Linked DNA regions of Sus scrofa: region 1 is linked to region 2. Evidence: chromatin contacts called from public promoter capture Hi-C data. All regions are on one chromosome and are shown on one strand. Each heading gives the region's core, a stretch centred on a gene start, on an enhancer-like site or on the middle of the called end of the contact. The rest is flanking DNA. Distances are from core to core; before and after follow the strand shown.

Region 1 (6,989 bases), core at 1,686-4,185, 110 kb before region 2:
GACAGGGACACAGGCAACAGCATCACCATTGACCACCTGCGGCGGGAGCTGGACGACAGGAACATGGAGGTGCAGCGCCTGGAGGCCCTTCTCAAGGCCATGAAGAGCGAGTGCCAGGGCCAAATGGAGCGGCAGGTCAGGCAGGGGGCGGCCTCTCCCAGAGCAGAGCTGTGGGGGTTCTCTGAGCGAGCTCAGAACCTGCTGTTGATTTCTGTATTTCTGACCATTTGCTGAATGTAAAACACTACGCTTTATCTCGCTTTTGTCCATCATTGAGTAACGAAGCTCCCGTCCAATTGCCTATTCATTCTCAACCTAGAAATGGGTCACCTAATGATTGCTTGTTTCAGAAAAGCATCAAACCATAGGGAGAGCTGAGGAACAGAGGGATGGAAGTTTCTGACAGAGGTTTTTTTGTTTTTGTTTTTCCTATGAAAGAGGCTTTCCCCTCCACTCCCCCCAGGCCTGTTAGGACTGATATATATGCAGGTGGGGTGCCCTCCTTTTCAGGGCACTGGTAGTGAACCCCGTGGAGGGCTCTGCTAACAGCAGTGTAGCCTCAGTCCTGCAAGAACATGGTTCCAGTGCCGGTAGTCGCCATACAGACATAAAAGCATCCCACAGGGAGTTCCCATTGTGGCTCAGTGGGTTAAGAACCCGACTAGTATCCATGAGGATGCCGCCCTGGCCCGGATCAATGGATTAAGGATCTGGTATTGCCTTGAGCTGTGGTATAGGTCACAGATGCATCTCAGATCTGGTGTCACTGTAGCTGTGGTGTAGGCCAGCAGCTACAGCTCTGATTCGACCCCTAGTCTGGAAATTTCCATATGCCAAGGGTGTGGCCCTAAAAAGAAAAGAAAAAAAAAAGCATCCCTCAAAAAAAATAAGCTTCCCAGGATGAGAAATCAAACCAAAGGGCCAGTCTTGGTTTAGACCAGGCGGAATCATTTTCCTATTCTCTCATTTTTCCCTCAGAAGCAGAATTAATGGGCTGGCTGGAAGGAAATAGGGCAGTTATCTTCAACCCTGCCACGCTTCCCCTGTTGCCAGTGTCATCCTGGCTTAAATTGATAGAGAAAACAGCCCCAGGGGAAACTTGCCAAGCTCCTCCCCCTCCCAGAAAGCCACTCCGGAGAAACATTATTATTTAATTAAGGCCTCTCCACCTTGGTCTAATGAGCAGATATCAATCTCTGGTATGTATGAAGCTCTGCCAGCAAAACAATTTGAGGTCCTATCAGATTCATGATTGCATGTTCTTGAGCTAACTTGTTCTGTCTCAGATCTGTCTGCCCAAATCCACGAAATTCTCTCTTCTTTAACAATCAGATGGCAGCAATTCAGGGAAAGAATGAAAGTCTAGAGAAAGTGTCCTCCTTGACGGCCCAACTGGAATCCACCAAAGAGATGCTCCGCAAAGTAGTGGAAGAGTTGACAGCCAAGAAGATGACCCTGGAGAGCTCCGAGAGGACCGTGTCTGACCTGACAGCTTCTCTGCAGGAAAAAGAGAGGGCCATCGAGGCCACCAACTCGGAGATCCTGAAGCTGCGCTCCCGGGTGGACCTGAAGCTGCAGGAGCTGCAGCACCTGAAGAATGAGGGGGATCACCTCCGAGACGTGCAGACCGAGTGCGAGGCCCTCAAGCTGCAGATGGCAGAGAAGGACAAAGTCATCGAGATCCTGCGGCAGCAGATTGAGAACATGACCCAGCTGGTGGGCCAGCACGGCCGGACGGCTGGCGCCATGCAGGTGGAGAAGGCCCGGCTGGAGAAGGAGGTCGGCGACCGGAGGCTGGAGCTGCAGGAGCTGAAGGTCTGTGGGCTCCTTCGGCGGTCTAGCTTCGGAAATAGCTGTGTTCCTAGGAGCAAGGACGACCTGATTTACTGGACAGGGCTCCTGCAAGGATGACTGTGGACCCTCGGAAATGGTTGGAAAATGTTTATGTCAGTGCGCATGTGTGTGTGTAAGAAAGGATCCATCTTTTGATTAGATTCCAAAAGGCGTGGCTCCCAAATGGTTTAGAACTGATGATTCGGAAGAGAAAAATCAGAAAGCCCAGCTTCTTCTTGAAGCCTTTCCTGACCCACAGTTTGAAAAAGTGTTTTCTCCCTTTTCAGGCAGACCTAAATTTCAACCCCATCTCTTACCACTCAGTAATTGTAAAACACTGGACCGTTTGCTGAATGGTGGCCTCAAGGTCTGTAAACCAAAACCAAACCAAACACCAAAACAAAAAAACATCTCAAAACCTTATTGGGTTACTTGAGGCTTAAATGAGAAAATATATACCGAGGACTTAGCCTGGTTCCTGGCCTGTAGAAGATGTTTAGAAAATATTAGTTCTGTTCTCCACCCGCACTTTATCACACTTTATTTGTACCTGTTCTAACCTGGATCCCGTTCTGTATCACAGCGTGTGTGTGGGTGTGGGGGTATGTGTGTTCTTATGTGAATGCCAGTGCCTCCTCTTCCCTGTAAGACTGCAGACTTCTTCAAGCAGGTACACATCTTATTCATATTTGCACCCCTGCCCCATGACCTTGTGCCTTGCACCCAGCAGGTGCTCAGTAAATATTTTTCAAAATTTAAAATTATTGAACTAACTTTTAAAAATTTGATTTCCTAAGCTTTATATCACCTGTATCTTCTCTAGTAACTAGTAGGAGACAAATCATATACCATTTTTTCTTTCAGTTTTATTGAGATAAAATTGACATATAGCACTAAGTTTAAGGTGTACAGTGTAATTGCTTGACTTACATATATTGTGCCATGATTACCACTAAGTTAACATCCATCATCTTATATAGGTACAAAAAATAAATAAAACAATGTTTTTTCCCTTAAGATGAGAACTTCGAGGATCTACTCTGTCAGCATACAGCAGTAGTAACTGTAGTCATCACATGGTACATTCCATCACTAGTAATGATTTAGCCTGTAACTGGAACTTTGTACCTTTTGACTACCTTCAGCCAATTCCCCTTCCCTCTCCTTTCCCTGCCTCTGAGAACCACATATCTTGAATAAACTTTGGATGGTCGTGTTTGCTCCTTCTAAAAATCAGGCCGATGGATTATTACCTATCCTATGGAGACATACAAGTTCATTGCCTAAAGAACTGGAATTTTCTAGTGCTTAAGTTTTACTTGATTATATCGTAATTTTTTAAATAGCCAAAGTCACCATGAAAGAGACTTTAAAAGCCTTTAAAAGGCTTCTTGGTGGCCAGTCCTTACCGTAGAAACTTTAGAATAGGTTTGTAGAACATGTTAGAGGATAAAAGCGATTATTCAACGTTCTTGTTAAAAGAGATGGATTTCTGGTATTGTTAAGAGTATAAACAAATGCAAGACTCTTTTGAGTTTTATATTCCAGAAATTAAATAATTTGACCTTCACGAAAACCTGATGAGGTGGGTACATTTTGCAGAAGAGGAAACAGACCGTAGCTCTGCCTGAGAGCACCACTACCTTGGGATCTGACCCTAGGCAGTGTATGAGTAAATATTATAGTGTAGTGGGTCTCAATCACTTGGACTGAGAACCAGAATCAGCTGGAGGGCTTGTTAAAACACAGACTGCGGGGCCCCAGCCCCAGGGTTTCCGATTCAGTTGGTCTGGGATGGGGCCTGAGAGTTAGTGTTTCTGAACAAGTCTCCATCTGATGCTGGTCTGGAGAGCACGCCCCAGAGTAGTAAGGGTTCCTGTGACTAGAGTGGCCTGTGAAGACTTCATAGAGAAGTGGGGACTTGAAATGGGTAAAACTAGGCAAAGAGGAGGAAAGAAGGCATTCCTAGCTTGGGAAGGCTCAGTTTGTATTTTATCCTGGAGATGGTGTGGGAGCCATGACAGGTTTGGGGTAGAGAGGAGGAGGTGGCACGAAAAAGGCAGCATTGGGGGTAGGTTGATCTGAGGAAGTTTGGATAAAGAATGCAAAAACAGATTGGAGAGGGTAGAAACTAATTTTCACTTCCCAGATACGGAGCAGCTTCAGGCAAAGGTCAGCCTAGGTGCGAAGAGCCTCACACAGATGCAAAGGCTGTGAGTTAAACACTTGAGCTTTAATACCCCATCCACGTGCATGAGCTGCCAGGTGCATGAGCTGCCTTTCCCCTCTCTCCCCCTGCCGAGAGGACAGGAGTAGCATATGCCCAGCACAGCCTGTCCCTTCCCACACCCCTTCCCACACCCCATGACACCAGCTGGATCTAGGGTGACAGCAGGAGTGGCTTGATGAGCAGGAATCAGGGCCATATTTAGGGCCTTTCCCACCCAAGCCCATCACAGGTGAGAGTGAGACAAGCCCACAGCGCTCCACCAGTCCTTTCTGAAACAGCCAAAAGCTTGTCATGTGTTACATTTCAAATATAGCCTTGGCCTGTGTATTTAAACTGCATTAGCTGGTACTGCATTTAAGGCTACGTGTTTTTCTTACTCCATCCTTTGTATTTATCCCTATATTTAGATTTTGAAAGATAAAAAAGATGCAAAGATACGGGAGCTTGAGGCCAGAGTGAGTGACCTGGAGCTGGAAAAGGTGAAGCTGGTGAATGCAGGTTCTGAGCGGCTCCGTGCAGTGAAGGACATCAAACAAGAGAGAGATCATTTATTAAGTGAGGTGAAAACCAGTAGGAATGAGTTAAACAGTCTTACAGGTATGTTGCTCCAGTTCAAATTCTGCTGAAACATCGGAGTGCTATGAGTGGAGTTCACTGCGGATGGTAGAACCATCACAGCAGAATGGCTCCTAATCCCACATTTCAGACGTGGATAATGATGCTGCCTGGGTGGGGACGGTTCATCATGTGACATGCTGATACTGCTCCTTGGCTTGGGCTCACTCACCACTGGCTTTAGTCAGCCTTCAAGGTCCATGAGAAGGGCGAGGGAAGCGGAAACCTTGAGTCCTTTGAGTCAGGTAGCTTGTTTAGGGTTAATAATGAAGCAGCACCTGTCAACAGGCTTATGAAAACTTCTTGAAATGGAGGAATCCAAGACCTTAAATTTTAAAATGAAACTCTCCGAGTTCACCAGGAGTATGCCACACACATACACACACACACCACCCCATCATTGATTCCTGAGCACATACTATGCCACAGGCCAAGACAGGCCCTAGAAACAGTGAGCCTCCTGACTGGTTGGGAGTCAGAGCTGGGGAAACAGTACAGTGGGTGGGACAGTGGACGAGTGCTGTATGCAGACGTGGGAGAGGATGGAGTATCAGCCTCCCATGGGAGGTGACATCTGTACCAGGTTTGATGAGGAAAAGGAATTTAGCAGGTGAAAAAGAGGTAGAAGGGCAATCCAGGTGGGGAGAACATGGTGTGCAGAGCACGAAGGCACAAATAATATGATGTGACCTCAGGAGTACTTGTGAGCACTGAGAAATGAGGCAGAGTGCGAGGCAGAGCTGGACAATGTGGAGCCAGCAAAAGGTATTGTGAGATTGATGTCACCAAATTTACATTTTAGAAGGACAGTGTTAGCAGGTGAAAAGAGGCCAGCCTAAAGGGATGAGGCCAGCCACTTAAGGAAGATTTTGCAGTGGTCCCAGGGGAAGCTGGTGAGAATTTGAACTAGGCAGTGGCAGTGAATGAGAAGAGAGGGAAGAATTAAGAATGTTTTTGAAGGTTGAATCAGCAGTACTTGATGAATAGAGGGGTTGTGTGTGTTCCAGGCTTTAAATTTGCAGTGTTGGGAGAATAGAACACCTGAGAGCTGAAAAGCAGGACAGGAAGGCTTGAGGGCGGGAGGGCGAGATGTCCGTGTGAGACGGTTGGTCTGGGGGCCCCTGGACGTGCATGTGAAGTGTCTGGATAGGCAGTTAGAGCTCAGCACAGAGGTCTTGGCTCTCTTTGTTCCCTTTATATGTAAGCCTATCATATATCAACATCTAAATGTAAATAAGTAGCTAGTTGAGTAAGTGTGTGTCTTTTGTCTTTTAAGGGCCGAACCCATGACATATGGAGGTTCCCAGTCTAGAGGTTGAATTTGGAGCTGTAGCCGCCAGCCTACACCACAGCCACAGCAATGCCAAATCCGAGCCGCCTCTTTGACCTACACCACAGCTCACGGCAACACAGGGTCCTTAACCCACTGAGCGAGGCCAGGGATTGAACCCTTGTCCTCATGGATGCTAGTCGGGTTCGTTAAACAGTGAGCCGTGACGGGAACTCCGATATGTGTATTCTTGTATGTGAATGGTGAATGTCAGGTGTTTTGATAGTTAGTGGAGATAAAAAATCAGGTAAGACACATAGCAGTCTCAAGTTACTTGGAGTGTTATGGAGACTCATCTTCCTGCTGAGGATGATTAAACCTGTTGAGGTGGATGTGATTATCCAGGAAGGTTTAAGATGAAATCCATAAGAGCCAATTACACTGGCTGGGAAAAAGCAGTGACTAATAAGTAATAAAGAGGAGGACCCACCCAAGCAGATTTAAGAGTCATATCCCCAGAAATACATACATACATGTGAGTTCTGTAACAAATGATGATGTAGCAAATAGAGTCCTGTGATCATGAATTACAAATAAAATATATTGTGTAACAATGGGATAGAAAGGAGTAACTGTCTGTTATCACGTTGTACAGAGGACTATGAAGTCTTAAAAAGGAATTTTCGAAACAAAAGTGAAGAAATGGAAACTACGACAAATAAGCTGAAAATGCAATTAAAATCTGCACAGTCTGAGCTAGAACAAACAAGAAATACATTAAAGTCCATGGAAGGATCTGATGGTCATGGTATGCTTTAGTAGATTTTTTTCCTTTTATTTTTAATTCTCTTGTTCTAGATTTAATAAAACCCGGAACGAACACTGCCTTTCACCTCCTCCCAGTGCACATAATGTGAGAGACATACAACAGTCAGTATTATATAACAGTAGTTCTCTTTTTTTTTTTTCCTGAGAGAAATTGCCATTTGCTTACTTTACTTCTGAAATATCTGCATCTTTCCTTTTCTGTAGCTATTTTAA
Region 2 (7,157 bases), core at 2,579-5,078:
ATTTACATAAATCTTATTGTTCTGTTACTTGTTTACCAAGTATAATATCATAGAGGCCCATCTGTCACTCTGTGTACATCTAATCCATTATTACCAACAACTGTCATCACCATCTATCTATCTATTCTTTTTGTAAGGGATAGTCACAAGTTGTGAGCCCTCCTGGAACTCTTTCTTATCCTTCAAAGGGACACAGTGTAGTGGGAAGAACTGGGATCCCAGGGACAATGTGCCCCTAATTAGCTGCATGACCCTCAGATTTCATTTAACCTCTGTGGGCCTGGATTTATCCTCTAAACTCAGGAGGTCAAGGGTTGCAAACTAGCTATTTATGGGCTGTATCAGGCCCACAAATCTGTCATTTGGTCCCCTTTGTGTTTTAATAAGAATGATAATAACTGACATGTATTGAGAACTAATAAGCGCTATTCTAAGTGCTTTACATGTATTAACTTATTTTAATCTCATAAGAAGCTGATGAAGTAGGTAGGTCCTGGTATTAGTCCCATTTGCAGATAAGGAAATTGAGGCACAAAGAAGTCTAAACACAAAACAAACATTTGTCAAAGTTCCCACAGCTAGTAAACAGAAGAGCTGGGATTTTAATCCTGGTCGGTCATGTGACTTTAGGGAAAGATGTTTAACCACAATGCTAGAGCTTCTGACATATAAAAAAAGTTCACACAAATAATCTGGAACAAAAATCAGGATCTCTGGGAACACTGGGTCCACCTCCTTATGAAGCTGGTATTGGTATAATGGCTGCCCTCTTTAGACAAATCCTGTGCTCTCTTAGTCACAGTCTCCACCACTCCCTACTGCCTCATACACAGCCTCCTTCACATTGTTTCTTTACCCACCAGGCCCCTATTTGCACTGAGAAGTTAGGGCATGAAGATGAGATGGAATAGACAGATGGACAAATAGGAGTTCTTGGATAATCTAATACATCCAGCTATTGCCAAAGTCAAGACTTGGAATCTGAGCAGCTTCATGGTAGGTCTGTCATTATCCTAATACATCAGACTGCCCTAGTCAGATATTTCTATATTACTGATGTCTTTCTTGGAAGCCTCTTCCACCTCCAGACCCATTATACCAAATCTACTCCTTGTTGCACTCAGCCTTATAGACACAAAACATTATTGAGAGATTCCAGCTTGATCTCTATCCTTTTCTTGCGAGTCTTAGAAATTTTTGCTTGCTGTGCATGTATGTGTGTTTTAAGGGCTTGCTCCACCTCCACTGTGAAGATGTAGATGAAAGGATGCAAAAACATGAGCTTACACAAAGTTGCTCTTTGCAGTTAATAAATCACTCAAATAGCTAAGTGGTGGGGATGCTGACATTCCAGCTAACCCTGAGACTGAATGACCCACTCAGCCTGACCTATTAGCAAGTTACCCTCCATAGTATTAAATACCTTAACAATGTTTATTTTCCACGCATTTACAAGTAATTCAAACACCCAAGGACTTCTGAAAATCAAATCTGATAAATAATATTTTTACTTAAGCACAGTCATACAACCCAAAATGGGAAAAGTGTGGCAGCTAACTCAAGCCTCATAGAATAGTAGAGCCAGCAGAAACTGAAATAAATCTAGGCCACCGTCTTCACTTTGCAATGAGAAAACTGAGTTCCAAAGAGGTGAATAAAGCAACCAGTCTAGCTGGAGGGCTTCCCACAACCCCTCTTTGCCCCTCATAGCTAATGAACTTCGCTCTCCGCATTCTGTAATGTTCATGAAAAATTTTGCTTGAGCCAGAAAATAAAACTAAAACATGTTTTCCTAAACATGAACTCTTCACAGTCACTAGATGAGACATAGATACTTCCACCTTTACGATTCGCAAAAGAGCATCAGACGTTTGTCCTAAAGAAACGAAAACTTATGTTTTCACAAAAACTTGTACATAAATGTTCATAGCAGCTTTTTTCATGGTATCTAAACACCAGAAACAACCTGAATGTCTTGCCACAGGTGAATGGATAAATTAACTGTGGTACAGCCATACCATGTAATAGTACTCAGCAGTAAAAATGAACTAACTACTGGTGCATAAAACATTTTGGATGGACCTCAAGGGTTTTATGCTGAATGAAAAAGAGCCAGTGTCAAGAGGTTTTATACCATATTATTATTCTGTTTACCTAACAGCCTCGAAAGAACAAAAGTATAGAAACGAAGATCAAATTAGTGGCTGCCAAGGGCTGTGAGTGGGAAAATGAGTAATAATAAAGGGGTAGCATGAAGTAGTTCTCTTATGGCGAAGAAAAGTTTTGTATTTTGATGTATATATGAGACAACATTTTTTTTCTTTTTAGGGTTGCACCTGTGGCACATGGAGGTTCCCAGGCTAGGGGTCGAATCAGAGCAGTAGCCACCAGCTTACGCCACAGCCACAGCAACACCAGATCCTTAACCCACAGAGTGAGGCCAGGGATTGAACCCACAACCTCATGGTTCCTAGTCAGATTCATTTCTGCTGCGCCACAACGGGAACTCCCATGACAACATTTTACAGAACTATACACACACGAAAACTGGTGAAATTCAAGTAAAGTCTACAGTCTAGTTCACATATGGCACCAGTGCTGATTTCCTGGTTCCATAACAGTACTATCTTTATGCAAGATGGTACCACTGGAAGCAGCTGGAGGAAGGGTACATGGGACCTCTGCACTATATCTGCAACTTCTTGTGAGTCTATAATTATTTCAAAACAGAAAGTTTGAAAATGGGGGTGGGAGAAGATTCTCAAAGAGTTGGTTAATTGCGAACATGTACACAGCGTGTGTATGTGACCGTAACTGCTTAACGTGTGCCATGTAGGTTAATCTTCACTACAATACTGTAGAGTTAATTCCTTTTATTGTCCCCATTTATTGTTAAGAAAACCCAGCCGGGAAAGAGCAGCTAACTTGCCCAAGGTCACCCGTCAAATAAGAGGAGAATGTCCCTTCACCGCTAGCCTTTCTGATTCTAGACTTTGGAATCTTAACCGCCACCAGGACAGCTTAATTCCGTTCTCAAATACAGATCAAGAAATTAGCAAAGAGCCTCGGCTTCCTGCCCTGTGGCAGTGACACCAACCATCGAAAATGGCAGCAGACACACGCCAGTACCCGAGGCACTCCCCAAACACGGGCTCAGCTTGGCCGCAGTCACCAGCTGGGTGGCCAAGGTGCAAGATCCAGCTGCTAACCCGGAGAAGGGTGGGTCGCAGACTAAACCAGTCTCCGCGGAAGACTGTGACTATTAGTTTCCCATCAGGAAGGCGTATATTAATCTCCATCTCCTGAGGGGTTGGGAGGATAACAGAAAGATGTCCTTTGCAGTGAGGGGCGTCGCGCGCGCGGTTATATTCCATTCCGGTCATTTAGGAGCGGGACACCTTGAGAGTGAAAGGCAGCTGAGCCCTCCCTCCGCGGCCCGGGGCCCTCCCCCGTCCCCAGCCCCAACAAGCACGAGGTGCAGGCGCCCCCAAGTGGCACCGGCCCGATGCGCCCTCGCGAGGGCGCGCGCTTACCGGGGCCCGCAGCTGATGCCCACCGGCACCCGGGCCTGCGCTGCGGGCGGGAACCGTACCCTGCGGTCAGCCATGGTGCCCGGCTGCCCGCTCGGCCTTGTGTAGGGCGCGTTCCCAGCCGCTCGGGTCGCTAGGAGACCGCGGAGTGGTGCGCGGCCCAGACTCGCCCCCGGCGCGCCCTTGCGCAGCTCAGCTGCTCCCCGGGAACCCGTGGCCCTGGGGTCCCTGCGCCCCCCAACTCCCGCCGCCCCCGAGCCTTCGCCAGCGCCGCGGTGCGTGGACCTTGGCAGCCGAAGTACGAAGGATCAGGTTCTGGTGTCATCGTGTTTGAATCTGTTGGGAAAGCGCGTTCAGGCTTTTGGGGGGGGGGGGCGGTCACCATCGTTTCAAAAAATTTGTTGTTAAAGCAAAGGAACATCGCGGCTGGAGAGGCAGCAAGAGAAAGAGTGAAAAGACTAGACCCATTTCTAATCGTGAGAAGGCCTTTTGGCACGGAATGATTTTCTGGAGGTCTGGGTACTCCGTGAGCCTCACCGCCTCTGTAAATCCAGGGCTGCGTACTGCTATCTAGCTAGTCACCAGCTGGATTCGAGTCCCTTCCAGATTTGTGTTACTTGACTCTTGCCTCAACGCACTTCAGCAGTGAAATTGCTATGCAGTTGGCCCTGGTAGGCAGATGCCCAGATGAATATGGATTGAGGGAAGTTGTGTTTTGGGTTTGCCAAGTTCTCTTGCTACTTCTGAGTGTTCCTGATTTAAATAGTAAGCATCGCTTCTAGAGGAAATAGGAGCAAAAAATTCTCTTCTCGCAAAATTATTGCAGTAGTTATATTGTGTCTGTTATCGTGCAATACTTTTGTGTGTGGGGAATACTTTTTGTCGTCATTTAAAGATGTGTCTTCAAACTTCCTGGGAGTAAATTAGCTTCCCCCTTGGGCACCTGTTAAATATCTACGCGTGGTAATAAAGGTGCCCCAGCTGCTACTGGTTCTAGCATCTTCACTCGCTGCGTGTGTTCTGCTGCCTTTTCTGGGCACAGTGGAAAGCCCTGGAGTCCCACCTCCTGAGATAAGTCATGATTCTGTCACTTAATAATTATGCACCCCCCCCCAGGCACAGTTGCTGAAACTTGTTTTAGCTTCACTGATTTCACATAGAGTTATTGGGGAATTCAATGAGATAATGAATGGAAAGCATTTAACCCAGTGCTGGCAGGTAAGAATTCCTCGAGAACTCCAGAGTAGTAGTATTATCTCAGCTGTGAACTGGGGAATGATCATATTTGCCTGGCTACTTCACAGAGCTGTTATGAGTCAGTTCATGGAGAAAGCTACAAATGTCATCATGCTAATGAGCCCCATTAGTTGTTTATTAGTATCTTTGATAAGAACTTTAATACTAGTTTGATTGCAAATTCAAGCTTTTATTACTTTGAGGAAGTAGGATTTCTCCTTAGGACTGAGAGTGAGGGTCATGTCCACCTTGCTTCTAGTACTGTGCATGGCACACAGTAGGTGCTCATTCAACACATCTTGTCTGTTACGGCCCTGCTAGGTGCTGGGGATGCAATGGGGAATAAAACAGACCGGGTCTTTGTGATCCTTTTACAGGGTTTTGAGGCAGGAGGTAGATGGGCCCCTGCGCTGAAAACAGCTGAGACTTGTTAGGCCCAGGAAACTGAGCCTTGTTTCTCTGTGACACTTAAAGGAAAAAGGTAATTGCAGGAGCTGAGCTCCGCTGGAATCCAGAGATAAGATTGTGAGAATGGCTGGGAAGGAGGGGGCAGAGGCTGGAGCAATGAGATTGCCAGGGGAGTTTGTTGACCAAGACATTGGTCTCAAACCCTGAGCAGGCAAGACTTCCCCACCGCCGCAGGGGAGTGCTTGATTTTTTTATAGACAGGGGCGTTTTGTTGAGCAATGTAGTCTGTGGCCTTGGGGCTTATCTTTGTCTTTGGGAACTTATCCGTTACATGGGCCTGCTTGATAAGAGGGAGTCTGTGTCCTTTTAGGCCTTGTTTCATGTTCCATCTAGAAAGATGACCATTCAATCACTCCTGGGGTCAAGGAGAGCTCCCCAATTACACATGCGCAGTAAGACTGTAGGGGTCAGAAAGGGAGGAGGCTCCAGGCCATAATAAGTCCTGATACCTCCTGGCACCCTTTGCCCTGGAATCCATCTTTGTCAAAAGATGTGCACGCACGTTGGGGAGGGTCCTGTGTCCAGTCAGGTGTGAGAATTAAAACAGGACAATTGGCTAAAGGTAAACAAAGACCCAGAATAACTGTCCTATATAAGTGATTTAAATCAGCTCTCTGGCTTGCTGCTCATTGCGGGGGACACCCACATTCTACTTTAGGGTGTGTATTACGGCTTTGCTTCTGACTTAAATAAATGACTTCTCTGTGTGCTCCCCTACATGTTGTGCTGTGACTCTAACAATAAATTTTATGCCTGTTTTCACAGTCTTTGCCTCCTTGAAACATTCTTGCTTTCAACAGGGGGCAAGAATGAGGGCAATTCTTCTTTCAGCCTCCAGCTAATCTAGTGGCTAGGATTCCTGGTTTTTGTCCAGTCTGCCCAGGTTTCATTCCTGAGCAGAGAATTAAGATCTCACTCCAAGCTGTCACTCACTGCTGTGTCTCCAGGATCAGTTTCTAGTGTTTGTTGAATGCATTAATTAATAAGACACCACCTATTTTCATGACTCTTGCATCCTCACAGCTTGATGGTTGCTTCATGTAGTAATTTTGGTTTCATAGCTGGTAGGAAATAACAAAGATTCTTTATTTCACCACGTTCCATACCTTCATTAGAGCCATTACTCGGGGAATCTCTCATTCCTTCTCTCCCTTCTCTTTACAAAGGTAAAACGTAGTTACATTCAGTAATCTAATGAGTAGATGTTATTTAAGAGTGAGGATAGTGACGTTCCAGGCTTGTTTTTTCCAGCCTTGTTTTCTTCCAGCCTTGTTGGCAGGTAGTTTGATCATTTTTTTTACAAATACAGTTAACCACATACCCATAACAGGATCTTATTACCGGATCTTTCCCACTCCAGGTCGAATTACTATCTCTGTAACATTTTACTACATACTTAGCAGTGCTTATTTCATGGTACTTTCCAGAAAAGAGCATTTGAACAACAAAAACAACAGAACTTTAAGCTGAGATTTTTTGGGAAGCATATGGAAGTTCCCCGACCAGGGATCAAATCCACGCCACAGCTACAGCTTACACCACAGCTTCAGCAATGCCTGATCCTTAACCCATTGCTCGGGGCTGAAGATCAAGCCCATGCCACCGCAGAAACAGTGCCAGATCTTTAACCTGCTGCATCACAGTGGGAACTCCTAAGCTGAGATCCTTTAAATGGTCTTGAATTGGTAGAGACCCTTGACATCTGGACACTGTTACAGATCATCCCTTTGGGACTATACTGACCCTGGACAACAGAATTTCTGCAAATGGACATGAGCTCCCCAACAAAAATAACAAAATCTATGAGGAAATAAGGCACAATGAATTTAAGAGAAAATAGAAACAACAAAGAACAGAATCAAATCTATAGAAATTTTAGGTACTGGAATGCAGAATATAAATAAAAATGATTAGTTATATATA

Evidence for each region. Promoter capture Hi-C pulls out the DNA fragments that hold promoters and counts their contacts.
Region 1: a contact with region 2 is called in a promoter capture Hi-C map of fetal liver, with 2.6 times the contacts expected there. The contact joins the enhancer-like site here to the promoter of FAM47E in region 2. A contact is called at or near these places in 3 of 5 promoter capture datasets (fetal liver, fetal skeletal muscle and liver), 9 of 47 Hi-C or Micro-C datasets (alveolar macrophages, embryonic fibroblasts, fetal heart ventricle and 4 more) and 2 of 2 datasets of contacts at active chromatin or transcription factors (alveolar macrophages and skeletal muscle).

Annotation. Positions count from the first base shown.
Region 1 is chr8:72,045,842-72,052,830 of Sscrofa11.1, reverse strand. It overlaps CCDC158 (coiled-coil domain-containing protein 158), which reads left to right. Exons shown (of 22, transcript XM_021101466.1): 9 at 1-135; 10 at 1,333-1,815; 11 at 4,471-4,660; 12 at 6,604-6,756. Among named protein-coding and RNA genes, the nearest start is that of CCDC158, 40 kb to the left of the region's middle. Within about 2 kb of position 2,935, at least 2 of the 83 cell types and tissues checked have an H3K27ac peak or open chromatin away from gene starts, as enhancers often do. A contact at or near this core is called in fetal liver, where this site is marked.
Region 2 is chr8:71,936,968-71,944,124 of Sscrofa11.1, reverse strand. FAM47E (protein FAM47E) reads right to left here and starts at 3,828. Exons shown (of 8, transcript XM_013978791.2): 1 at 3,534-3,828. The coding sequence starts at 3,607.